Regions from separate parts of the Rattus norvegicus genome. Here region 1 is linked to region 2. The links are chromatin contacts, called in public Hi-C maps. All regions are on one chromosome and are shown on one strand. Each heading gives the region's core, a stretch centred on a gene start, on an enhancer-like site or on the middle of the called end of the contact. The rest is flanking DNA. Distances are from core to core; before and after follow the strand shown.

Region 1 (5,775 bases), core at 1,368-3,867, 500 kb before region 2:
GTCTGTTGTGGGGAATGGATGCAAAAATATTTGCTAAATGAATGGTTTGTATGGCTTCTCTGCAATGGATTATGGGTCTCCTGGAAATCAGATATTTTAGTCCCATTTTACAGAGTTCTGAGGCAGCCACTTGGTCTACGTGACCATCTAGTAACACTTCATGGTCACCCTCCTTTATTTATATCTCCCAATAAGTTTGTCAGCAAAGTGAGATAACAATAACAGGTGGGATTGACACACTTCCAACAGTAATTTGGTCTGGAATGGTCTCCGATGAATCCCAAGGTCAACACAAAGTTCCTGAGGGCATGCAAGGCCTGTGTTGAGACCATTTCTTTTACACAGAACCTCTTCCATCACTCACTCTCTCTCTCTCTCTCTCTCTCTCTCTCTCTCTCTCTCTCTCTCTCTCCATTCTGATTCAACAGACATGTACCAATGCACACATACAGACATGCACAGACACATACGAGTAGGAATACACATGCCTCACACTCAGACAACACCTTATCTCTTGTCAGGTAATTTCACACAGTGCCTTTCATAACTGAGAAGACACCCTCCCCCATGTTTCCAACACTGGGGCTTTGGTCAGCCTTTGCTTGTGTCTTCAGCCACCCCTTGCCCTCAGCCCTTCCACCACTCAGAAAGGATATGGATACAGCTACATGCTGAAGCCAAGGGTGAGCACAAATCAAGGAAAGGGTGCTCCAGAGAGTGTAGATGACAGGAGGGAGCAGGGGTAGACTGTCCATGGAGTCTCCTGTAGGCAAGAACTAGATTGTTAAACAGAACTTCTTTCTCTGGACTTTGAAGCTTACATTTCCTACCTCTACACCTCAGACTCTCTCTCTCTCTCTCTCTCTCTCTCTCTCTCTCTCTCTCTCTCTCTGTCTCTCTGTCTCTCTGTCTCTCTCTCTCTGTCTCTCTTAAAATGAAGTAGGATTGAGAATGTCAATGGACCTTAGTTGAAAAATAAAAGGTGGTGGTGGGTGGCATTTACTGAGGCTCACTGTCTGGGGACTGGAATATCTGGGCCACCTGCCAGGAGGTAAGCAGAGTCCAGGCTAAAAGGCTGCCTTGTAAGGTCCCTTAGGACCCATAGGACAGAAGGTCCCAGAGAAGCAGAGGGCACTTCTCTATGAGGCCTGTTAAGTGTTGGTTTAGGAAGAGGGCATTCTCTTTGCCCTGGGCATCCCTGCTGATGGTAACTAGGAGATCCGAAGCAGAGGCTACAAGATCCTGGGGGAGGAGTGTCCCTACCCTCCACTAGAGCAGCAGCGAGCAGAACCCTATGCAGGGCATTGCAAGAGGCACACAACTGGGTACCCTTCCTAGGACCAAGGAGAGTGTGTTCCTGGACAGGTCCTTGATCTGTTGCAGAGAGTCCGCAGGCATCACCAGCTTCAGTGGGCCTCTCTTTTTCATCACTTGAGGGAACGGCGGCGACTCTTCCTTGGTAGTCTTTAGTAAAACGAATCTACAAGCCAAACCAGCCTCACCACGCTGGACTCTGAGAGCCCCGCCCCCGCGTCCCTCTTGGCCACCTTGCTGCGCTGCTGCGCTGTGCTCTTCAACCTGCCCTGAAGCATCATCTCTGCTCTCTGTAGCCAGGAAGGCCGGGAGGAGAAAGAGCTGGTCTTTGGTGAGGAAGTTCGGTACGTGGATTAAGTCCTATGCCCTGCCATCGCTAGCTAGACTGACTGCAACCTGTTCCTCGTTGCGAGTGCTCGACCGCCCGCCCGCTCGTTCGCCTGCTTGCTCTCCCACCCTCTCCCCGGCGCAGCCGCGGATCGCTGTTGCATGCTGATCCTGGGAGGCGGCGGCGGCGAGCGCTCTGGGCGGATGCTGGCACTTGGGCTTCGCTGCTCTCTGGTTGCTGCTCAACTTCTACCCCAAACGCAGGAGCTGTGAAGTCATTTGCCCCTCTCCGGCTGGTTCGACTCCTTATCTTCATTTTTCGGGCGATGCGATTTACGCAGGAACCTTAGTACCGCTCTCCCCCCCACCTCCATCTCCCTCTCTCCAACCTTTGGATGCATCTCCGCTGGCAGATTTAAAGAGCCAAGTCTTGGCTGTGGAATTTCTTATGGACTCTCAGGGGCTGGCGTTCTAAAGCATGTCACCGTAACTGGCCCTCGTCTTTTTTTCTTTTCATTTTTTTTCAAAGTTCTTTTGTTTGCATTTCCTTCTTCCTCTCTACCCCTCACCCCAGCCAATAAATCAGCAAACTGTTACCTAGCGGGCCAGTGCCTGCCTTTCTCTGAACCAGGTGGTACGTGTGCCAGAAGAGGAGCTATGTTTGAGGAGCAGCCTACTCCACCCCTCTCCGGTCCCTGAACACCACCCCACGCTGGCATTTTGGGGAAAATATTCCCTCTAGAAGCCCTACCCCCTTCTTCTTCTTCTTCTTTTTTTCCTTGAGGAATGGAGCTTCGCAGAGGTTGCCTTTAGATTCAACAGTTCAGAGCAAGGCTGAAGAGCCTGCAGGGGTCCCCAGAGGCAGTGGTCCCTGCGCCTGTGTGGATAAGGCTCCGAGCCTGCCTGTGTCTTTTCTGCCTCTTGTTGTGTGCGGGTGTTCGGCGATCACCTTTGTGTGTCTTCTGTCTGTTTAAACTTCAGGATGGCTCGCTTCGGGGAGGCGGTGGTCGTTGGCAGACCAGGCTCAGGCGATGGAGACTCGGACCAGAGCAGGAACCGACAAGGAACCCCCGTACCGGCCTCGGGGCCGGCGGCCGCCTACAAGCAGTCAAAAGCGCAGAGGGCGCGGACTATGGCTTTGTACAACCCCATACCAGTCCGGCAGAACTGTTTCACGGTCAACAGATCCCTGTTCATCTTCGGAGAAGATAACATTGTCAGGAAATATGCCAAGAAGCTCATCGATTGGCCATATCCTTTCTTGCCCACCATGACTTCCCTCTCCCTCTTTGCATTCCATCGGGTGAGGGGGGGGGACACCTAGCATGGAATCTATTCCCCAACCCTTCCTGGTGCCAAAATTTGCCCCTTTGCTCAAGTGCACCCTACCTTTTTGCATCCAAAGGGCAAGCCTGATGCCCTGGAGACCTATTTGGGCACTAGTGATTTTCAAGGTAAGACTTTTGGTTTTTGGGATTATTTTTCCATGTAGAAATCTCTAGTGTACTCAGGTGCCTGGTGTGGAGGCATCTGCCTTTTTCTAGGCTTTGTCTGTTTCTCAGCCACCCCCAAAGCCCTAACCCTTTCAGAAGCTGCACTCCATGTGGTTTGGCTTACTTCGAATCTCAGGGATTCTTTCGTAATCAGTTCTCTCTTTTCCTCCACTTAAGCCAATCCCTCTGCTCCCATTCCTAATAGCTGGGAAGACGCTTGTACTGTCTGCCAGCAGAGAAGTTGAGGCTCTGGGAGGGGATTTATCAGACCAGAAGCTCCAAAGAGCAGGAGCCAAACCCATGTATACAGGTAGACAAACGAATACTCATGAAACAGGCGTTGGGCTAGGGAGTCAGCTAACTCTGGAGACCAAGTTTAAGTTCTACTGAAAGTGAGTGGCTGTCAGGGGAGGGGATCATGTTACCACCAGCCCAAATGGCTCAAAGTTGGAGCTCTCTTTTCAGGCAAAGAGGTGTGTTCATCCTTTCTTTGCCCTGGGTTGCTACTCTTGTAATGTTTGCCATACCTGGTTGCTCTCCCAGTATCCTGAGCCAGACAGGTCTCCTGGGCCCGAACCCCTCAGCTGAGGGTCAGAGGTGTGCAAACAATTTATCTTTAAAAGCAAGGGTGTTGTTCTTCACAAAGAGTGGCTAGGTCATCTAGGGAGGTGGTGCTGGTTTTGGGGGTAAAAGGCCATGGAAGGAACACCTTTGCGGGTTTCACCAAGCTCACGAAATGCAGGCTGCTGATTAGGCAGCTTACTCCTGCTCTGCACTAAGAATTTGCATGCTCGACAAGGCCATTAGGAGTTGAGGGTGGTAGGGTGTTTTGGATATTACAGGAGGCAAGCCAATGATTTGAGGTTAGATGGGGGGGGGTTGGCTTGAGGACAGGGACTTTGGTGCTTGTGGAGGCACAGTTCTTGGGAAGAATTCACCTGCAGAAGAAACTCCTCCTCTTTGCCTCTTGCTCCCTCCCCTCAACCTCAACCGTCCCCTCAGGTGTGCAACAGCGAGAAAGCAGAGGCTGGGGACTGGGTGTTCAAGTATTAGTTTGCAATGTAGTTCACTCCCCTCAGGGCCTGAACAATTCCTGCAGCCCCCAACCTCTAGTTTTTGGCCTTCCTTTTCTTTTTTCTTTTTTCCTCTTCAGTTCCCTGCTTCAGCTGCTTTGGGATTGGCTGGCGCATGGTGCTTCTAGGCAGCACCTCATTAGAAATGAGGGAGCATCTCTAAGCAGTGGTGCTTCCTGCTGCTGTTCACATCCTCCCACAGCCACCCCCTGGCTGGGTTTCTCCCTTTCTCCTCCTTGTTCTCCAGTTCTCACCTCCCCCTCCCACCTCCACAGAGTGCTTGGGTTGAACTATTTAGATGGGGGCTTGGGGCGGGGGAGGGGTCTGGCCCCTGCAGTCATGCCTGTCAGTGAGCTGCACAAAGCGGACAGATTGCATTGTATTGCACGCTGCGGCTGCAAATAGCTCTTCAGAGCGGTACTGGACCGATCTCCCAGTGAAGGTCCCCTCCCTCGACCGCCGCCTTCTACGGCTCTTTTAGATTTTCCACCCACCAGGTGCCTCTTTCCTGTGACCTGCTTAGGACACCCCCCCAACCCGACAGCCCCCTTCTCCGTTTGCTTGCAGTAGACAAAGCAGCCTCTCAGTCCCGCAGATGGCAAAGTGTAGCAGCTCTCCTTGGCACCTCGGACAGCGCCATCAAAACTCCCTGGCTGGTCGCCGCTCCCTAGTCACCCGGTGCAGCACGTAGGGTACTTCCGGCTGGGCTCAAGCTCCGGGACTGGGACACGAAGCACGTTTCCCGCACCAAAGCCTTTTCCTCTTGTCACTTCTGCTGCAAAGACACGGGTTTTCCACCAGGAGCTTTGAGAACCAGGCGCTGCTAGGTTTTATGCATCCCCTTTTCTCTCCTTTAGCCAAAATGAACTAAGGATCGCCAAAGGAGAGATTCTGGAGGGAGTGGATTCCATTGTCATACTCAGTGCCTTGGCCACAAGTCCCGTCCCAGTCACCTTTGCTGTCTTCATACTTAGACATTTTACAGTTTTTCTACAGCCCATAGGCTGTTGTAGCCTGTTCAGACAGCATCTGCTAAGATGTTGAGGGGAAGCTGGTTGGATTTTTTCCCCTTCTGGTTGTACAGTGTAACTGACTAACGTATTCCCTCCGGTGGTGACCACGTGGAAGCATTGTGCCTCTGTGGGCTCTGCATTTTCTTCCAAGCCGCATCGGAGCCAGTGTCACCTTTCCTCCAGTGTCCAACATCCAGTTTCCCCAAATCTCTGCTTCACCTTTTGAGAATCAGTGTGGGCAGAAGTTACCTTTAAAGCTCTCTAATTAGGCTGCCTGAGTTCAAATCTCAGCTCCTCCAGAAACCCCAATGACCTTGAAAAGTTACTTCACTACTCTATGATTCAGTTTTCTTACCTGTAAAATCGGGGTGATGATAAAGAGTTAGTGGGAGAATTCAATGGGTTAATGTGTCAAGTGCCTGGAACATTACCTAATTACCCAATAAGCATCCATTATTATTAATGGAATCCTTTGGGGACTTCTGCACACCTGCAAAGTGGGGACTCATCATTCAAGGTGAAGTCATTTAGATTCTCGCATCTCACTGAGAGCGA
Region 2 (5,213 bases), core at 594-3,093:
GTTCTTAGTTTTTGAAGTTCAAGGTCATAATATTAAGGGAATGCTTGGTGCCTTGATACTTAAGTTGGATGATTCCAAAACCTTCAAACGGCTTCAGGCTGTAATTACCTAAAATCAACATTTCATAGCATGGGTTACCAAGAGTGCCATAGCTTGATGGTAGCCAATTCAGGGGTTACCAGCTCCATTTCCCTCTCCCCTCAGCACACTGCCGGAACATGCCCCTCTATCTGTGGATATCTGAGTTGTCCCCACCTCAGGGGTGCTTGCTCTTCCCCTGCATGGAATGCTCTTCCATCAATCTTGCTGCTTCTGCCCACTCAGATGATGTCTCCAGCATCTTAATGAAGTCTTCTTTGCAACCTTATCTCACCAAACTACTCTACCAACCTATATGTCTCCTCTTCTTAAAGTGTGCTCTTGTGGATCTCTCTCTCTACCTCAAGGATATAAGCGAGGACCTAGTGTGAACTCATGCCTAGGGCAAGGCCCAAAATAGAAGCAATATGTCCATAATAGTGAGAACTAAATAAATCTCTGTTACAATTTTTACTATCTTAGATGGCTAATATATACATGCATTATTGGTTATTAATTGCTGACATTGGTTGTCAGTTTTGTCCAGGTGTCCATCTGGCTAGGATTCATGGCAGTCACTCTTCAGCAACATAATAGGACAGAAAAAGATCGAGTAGGACTGCAGACTGGCAAGAGGTTTGTTTATGGATAGGTAGGGTGGGGACACTGCCAGAGTGGGGATGCAGAAATCAGAAGGGGCTTCTAGAAAAAAGCGGGCATTTGCCTTCAGGATAACTTTTCCTTTCTTCACTCAGAACTGATCCTACACAAAAGCCTTGGCAGAGACAGCAAAGAGGAGCTAACAACAGAAGGGAAGGTCATTTGTCCAACTTAAAAGTGGCATTTTTTTTCAATAGCATCACTTACATAGTACACAAGTGCCTAGCAGACCTTCTGAATCCCAGTCGTTATGTACCAATTGCTAAAAGGAAGCTCAGAGGAGCCATGTGAGCAATTACTAGTCATAAGCTGGAAACAAACTCTGACGAAATGGATTTCCACATCTTTTAGAAATTATTCATGAGGTGAATCTACAGAAAAGAAAATGGGAAGGGGGGAAGGAAGGAGGGGGGAAGGGAGAGGGAGAGAGAACAAAGGAACGAGGGTAGATGGCAAAGAAAATGAATGCCTTGAAGAATCCAGTAAGAGTTATGCCAATGCTCTTGGGAATGATTAACAATAGTGACAGTCCTACTCCACATGGAGAAGTGAATAAATATCAAACCGTCCCACAGTATGAAAGTGGGAAGCACTTAGCTTACAGCATCTCCAGCAGACAGCCTCCAAAGGAAGGCTTGAGTTCCTTAGTCTTTGAGTATTTCTGAACTTCATGGTTCTTTGTGGAAGGGGCCACACCCTTCCTATCTGCCTGTTCTTTAGGCCTGTGACAAAGACTTACGTAAGGCACATGCAGAGAAATAACAGGATCTCTGGGAAACAGCTCTTAAAGGCTTATTTTTAAAAAAAAACTGCATTGCTAAATTTAGGGAAGTGACTCAGAAGACACCCCCACTCCAACACATGCACACCTCCCTAGCTAATGCTCCACACACGTTTAACTGTTTTTCTTGGCATTTAAAAAAAATTTTTTCCAGTTTCAGCACAGGGTTTTGCATCTGCCTGTAAAGGTTCTTGCTGTAGGAATCATTTGCCCTTTTTTTAAAAAAAAAAAAATGAAATGATGGCTTAAACTAAAATGAATAAAATATAAAGCAGGGCATAACAACTCCTCACGTGGCTCTGGAATTTGGGAACTGCATTGCTCATGAGGGGAAAATGTTTTCTCTGAGGGCCTTCGGAATCTCTGCATAATTCTTAGCAGTCACAGGTTATCAATCTTCCAAATGTCACACCGAAAACAAGCGCTTGACATCAGAGTCCTGCTATTGGCTTATTCGTTTGTTTGTTTCAGTGCCATGTGGATGCAGGGGGCCGTGTGGATGCAGGGGGCCGTGTGGATGCAGGGGGCTGGGTGGATGCAGGGGGCTGTGTGGCAGCTGCAGGCAGGAGTGCCCAGCAAAGTTGGTAGACCCCAATCTAGAAGAGCCAGTAGGTCAAATGTCAATGAGCACGCCATTTCTTCTCAACACTTTCATTTCAAGTATGTAAAGACTTGAGAGGTCTGGAGTGAATCAGTCCATCCCAGAGTTATGTGCAGAGGTCTATTGAGGTAACCCAACACAACCTGGTCTCCTCTGTTCGCTCGAAGGCTCAGAGGCATTTTTAAACCCAGATGTGAAGGAAAGTGAGATTATGGAAGTTCCAGAAAAATGGGCATCTCCAAATGATGGTAAGTGAGGTGATCCTGAGTCAGGGAGGCATAATCTTTCATACGTAAATCCTAACCTTCAGTGTCTGTATGGATTATGTAAACAAGGGGGTATGAGTAGGCACAGCGTATAAACCTAGGCCATGGGAGGGGGAACAAGAGGCACTGAGGAAGGTGGTAAGACAAAGGGACCAGTGATATGAGAACAGAAAGGGGGTCCTACGGGTGGGAAGAGTACAGCAGGGATAATGGCTAGAAGGAGGAAGAAGGATAAATATCTAACATTGCTTTCTTTGGAAAATGCCACAAGGAAGGCTAATGTTTTGCATTTTAAATAAAAAATAAAATTCTAAAGGACTATGTTTTTTGTAATTAAAAACAATAATAACCACAGGGTGTTGGTGATTGCATTGTTCTCCCAACTGTATTGCTCCTGAGGCAGGCTTGCGTCTGTCTCCCTGTCCTGATAACCTTTGAACCTGTATGCCCCTGGATCCTGAGGCTTTCTGAACTCATGTTTGAGAACGAGCCCCTGAACTAGATGTCTGTGTGAACAGCCGTGTGAGCTGCTAGCAAACTGCAGATTCGGCTCAGCTCCGCCACAAGAGAGCTTACATCTTGCAGGTGCTGTGAAGAAGAATAAGAACCCTGCCTTCCAGCTCTTCCCAATCATGGTCCATTTGATCTCTGTGATGAGGAACCAGGTGGTCCTGTGAGCCCATAAATGCAGAGGGGAAGCTCCAAAGATTGGTGATTGCTTCTGGTTCACCGCCCCACCAAGAGATCATCTGCTGTCCTCGGTTGTTGACTTAGAAATACCACGTATCGAAAATGTGCGACTAGATGATGAAATATTGAAAGGAAACTGTCATTTGTTTTTGCAACAAATCCCCTACATACTGAACCGAGGGAGCTCTATTCTGGTTCTGGGGAGGACTATAATGAAGAGGGCTATTATGGGATAAGACAATGGTTGTCAAGGATCCTGCAAATAAGTGTCAGGAGCTTCTGCCTGTGACTGGCAAGTCTGAAGTCGTTTCGGAGGGCGGGAGGGAAGCATTGCATCGAGAACAGGAAGACTCTTGTTTGATGCCAGAGCAGCTTGAAATCTGGTCCGGAATATTTTATCAAAAAAAAAAAAAAGCTTCTCTGATTTGGGATTCTCTCTTCTGAGCAAGACAGTTGCAATCTGCTTCAAGCTTTACAGCTAATGGTACCACCCACCAAGACTCCTTTTGGACCTATGACTAGGGACATTTGTTACAGTTTTCAAATGACCCCTAATTGTGCCATGGGCACATCATCTCAAGCTACCAGAGACCTGATCTGGAGGCAGGAGCAGCAGAGGGGAAGAACTGGCAGAAATGACGAGGTTTCAGGAGGTGACAAGTAGATCACCCACGACATGCTGAAGGCCTTTGAAGAAACGACCCACTCTATTGAGGAAGACTCTGCTTCCCTGCTCTTCTCCCCAGACATTTGACTGGAAGAACAGCAAATGAAGATCCAAAACATTAAAAGGGAGATGTGGGACCGGAGCAGGGAGAAGGCAATAGACGAGCAACAGGACCAAAGGATGCTGAAGTGGAGCACATGTAGACTGAGACAATTTCAAAGTAGAAAGGCACTCAGTTTCAAGTCTAGGGAAATGAAATGCCCACTCTCCCAGCCCCCATATGTATAGCAGCAGGCAAGAGAGAACATTGTTCCCTAAAAAGAGAGTGGGATGTTAGGAAGAGAAGTGGAGGAGAGACAAGCTATTACATGACTACATTTTCCTACAGGAGCTGACCACTTGAAAGCGGGCACTGCAGGCAGCCAGGCCGCACCCTCCTGGGAGGGACTTCTGAATTCCCAATGGCTGTTTTCATCTGACTTTTGGAAAGCGTAAGTAAGGTGGGCTGCCTCAACCACTGAACCTTTGGCAGTCTGGAATCTGGGGATAAAATAGGAGGAGAGCCATGAGGTAGGACCAGTTTCTTTCCTTGGGGACCACTGGATATTGGGGTCTCCTAGGGATTTGGGCCCCAGGGTGCCAGGAAGCCCTGAAGATATTGGGTCTTAATTCCTTTTGAACCGCATCTCCTCTATATTTCTCTCTCACATGGCCCTTTCTTGTTTAGTTGGGCAATCAACACCGCCCCCATCTTCTTTGTCCTTCCCCTGTGGTCACTTTCTCATTGTCACAATGGGACTGTAGTCCAGGGCGTGAGCAGTTGTTGTCTTTTGAGAGTACTTTGCCTTTTTGTCTTGCTCGGTAATCAACCATGAAGGCTTCTGACCTCAGACACACCAATTTTAAGTTTCCTTCCTTCCTTCCTTCTTTCCTTCCTTCCTTCCTTCCTTTTTTCCTTCCTTCCTTTCTGTTCATTTGCATGGCTGAGTTCTGAGTTCTCCCACATTCCGGATCCTGGTTCCCTTTGGTACTGTTTCCACTTCCCTACAGAAGACTTGGCGTTTCCCCACCTTTCTTCAGCCCTTTCTTACTCTTGCCCTTCCTTCTACAACTCCTACCTTAATAGATGGCTTTTCTTTTCTACACACAGGCAATATAAAACTAAACCAAACAGCTGGGTCTCGTTGCATGAACAGCACTTTTAATCACCACAGAACTTAAAAGAACTTTTATCTCCAAAGAAAGGTTGAACCTTGCATAAGAGAGTAAGGACAAGTTGCTTGACAAGTCACAATTTAAAAGGGGGGGCATTTTCAAGAATAACAAATAAGAAGAAGGAGTAAACAAAGGGAAAAAATGTAAGAAGAGAAAAATGGAGGACTCAGAAAACTGACCAGAGTAGACAGGCATAGGGAAAACCTAAATAGTTATTAAGAAAAAGAGTGAATTGTATTCAATGGGATACCACTG

Evidence for each region. Hi-C and Micro-C count contacts between places; a contact is called where the count stands out from the background.
Region 1: a Hi-C map of frontal cortex shows a contact between it and region 2, with 2.1 times the contacts expected there. The contact joins the promoter of Cacna1e here to the enhancer-like site in region 2. A contact is called at or near these places in 6 of 12 Hi-C or Micro-C datasets (the A7r5 cell line, the Rat2 cell line, frontal cortex and 2 more).

The regions. Positions count from the first base shown.
Region 1 is chr13:69,441,652-69,447,426 of GRCr8, reverse strand. It overlaps Cacna1e (calcium voltage-gated channel subunit alpha1 E), which reads left to right and starts at 2,617. Exons shown (of 47, transcript NM_019294.3): 1 at 2,617-2,892. The coding sequence starts at 2,624.
Region 2 is chr13:68,941,836-68,947,048 of GRCr8, reverse strand. No RefSeq gene overlaps it. Among named protein-coding and RNA genes, the nearest start is that of Zfp648, 57 kb to the right of the region's middle. Within about 2 kb of position 1,843, at least 25 of the 93 cell types and tissues checked have an H3K27ac peak or open chromatin away from gene starts, as enhancers often do.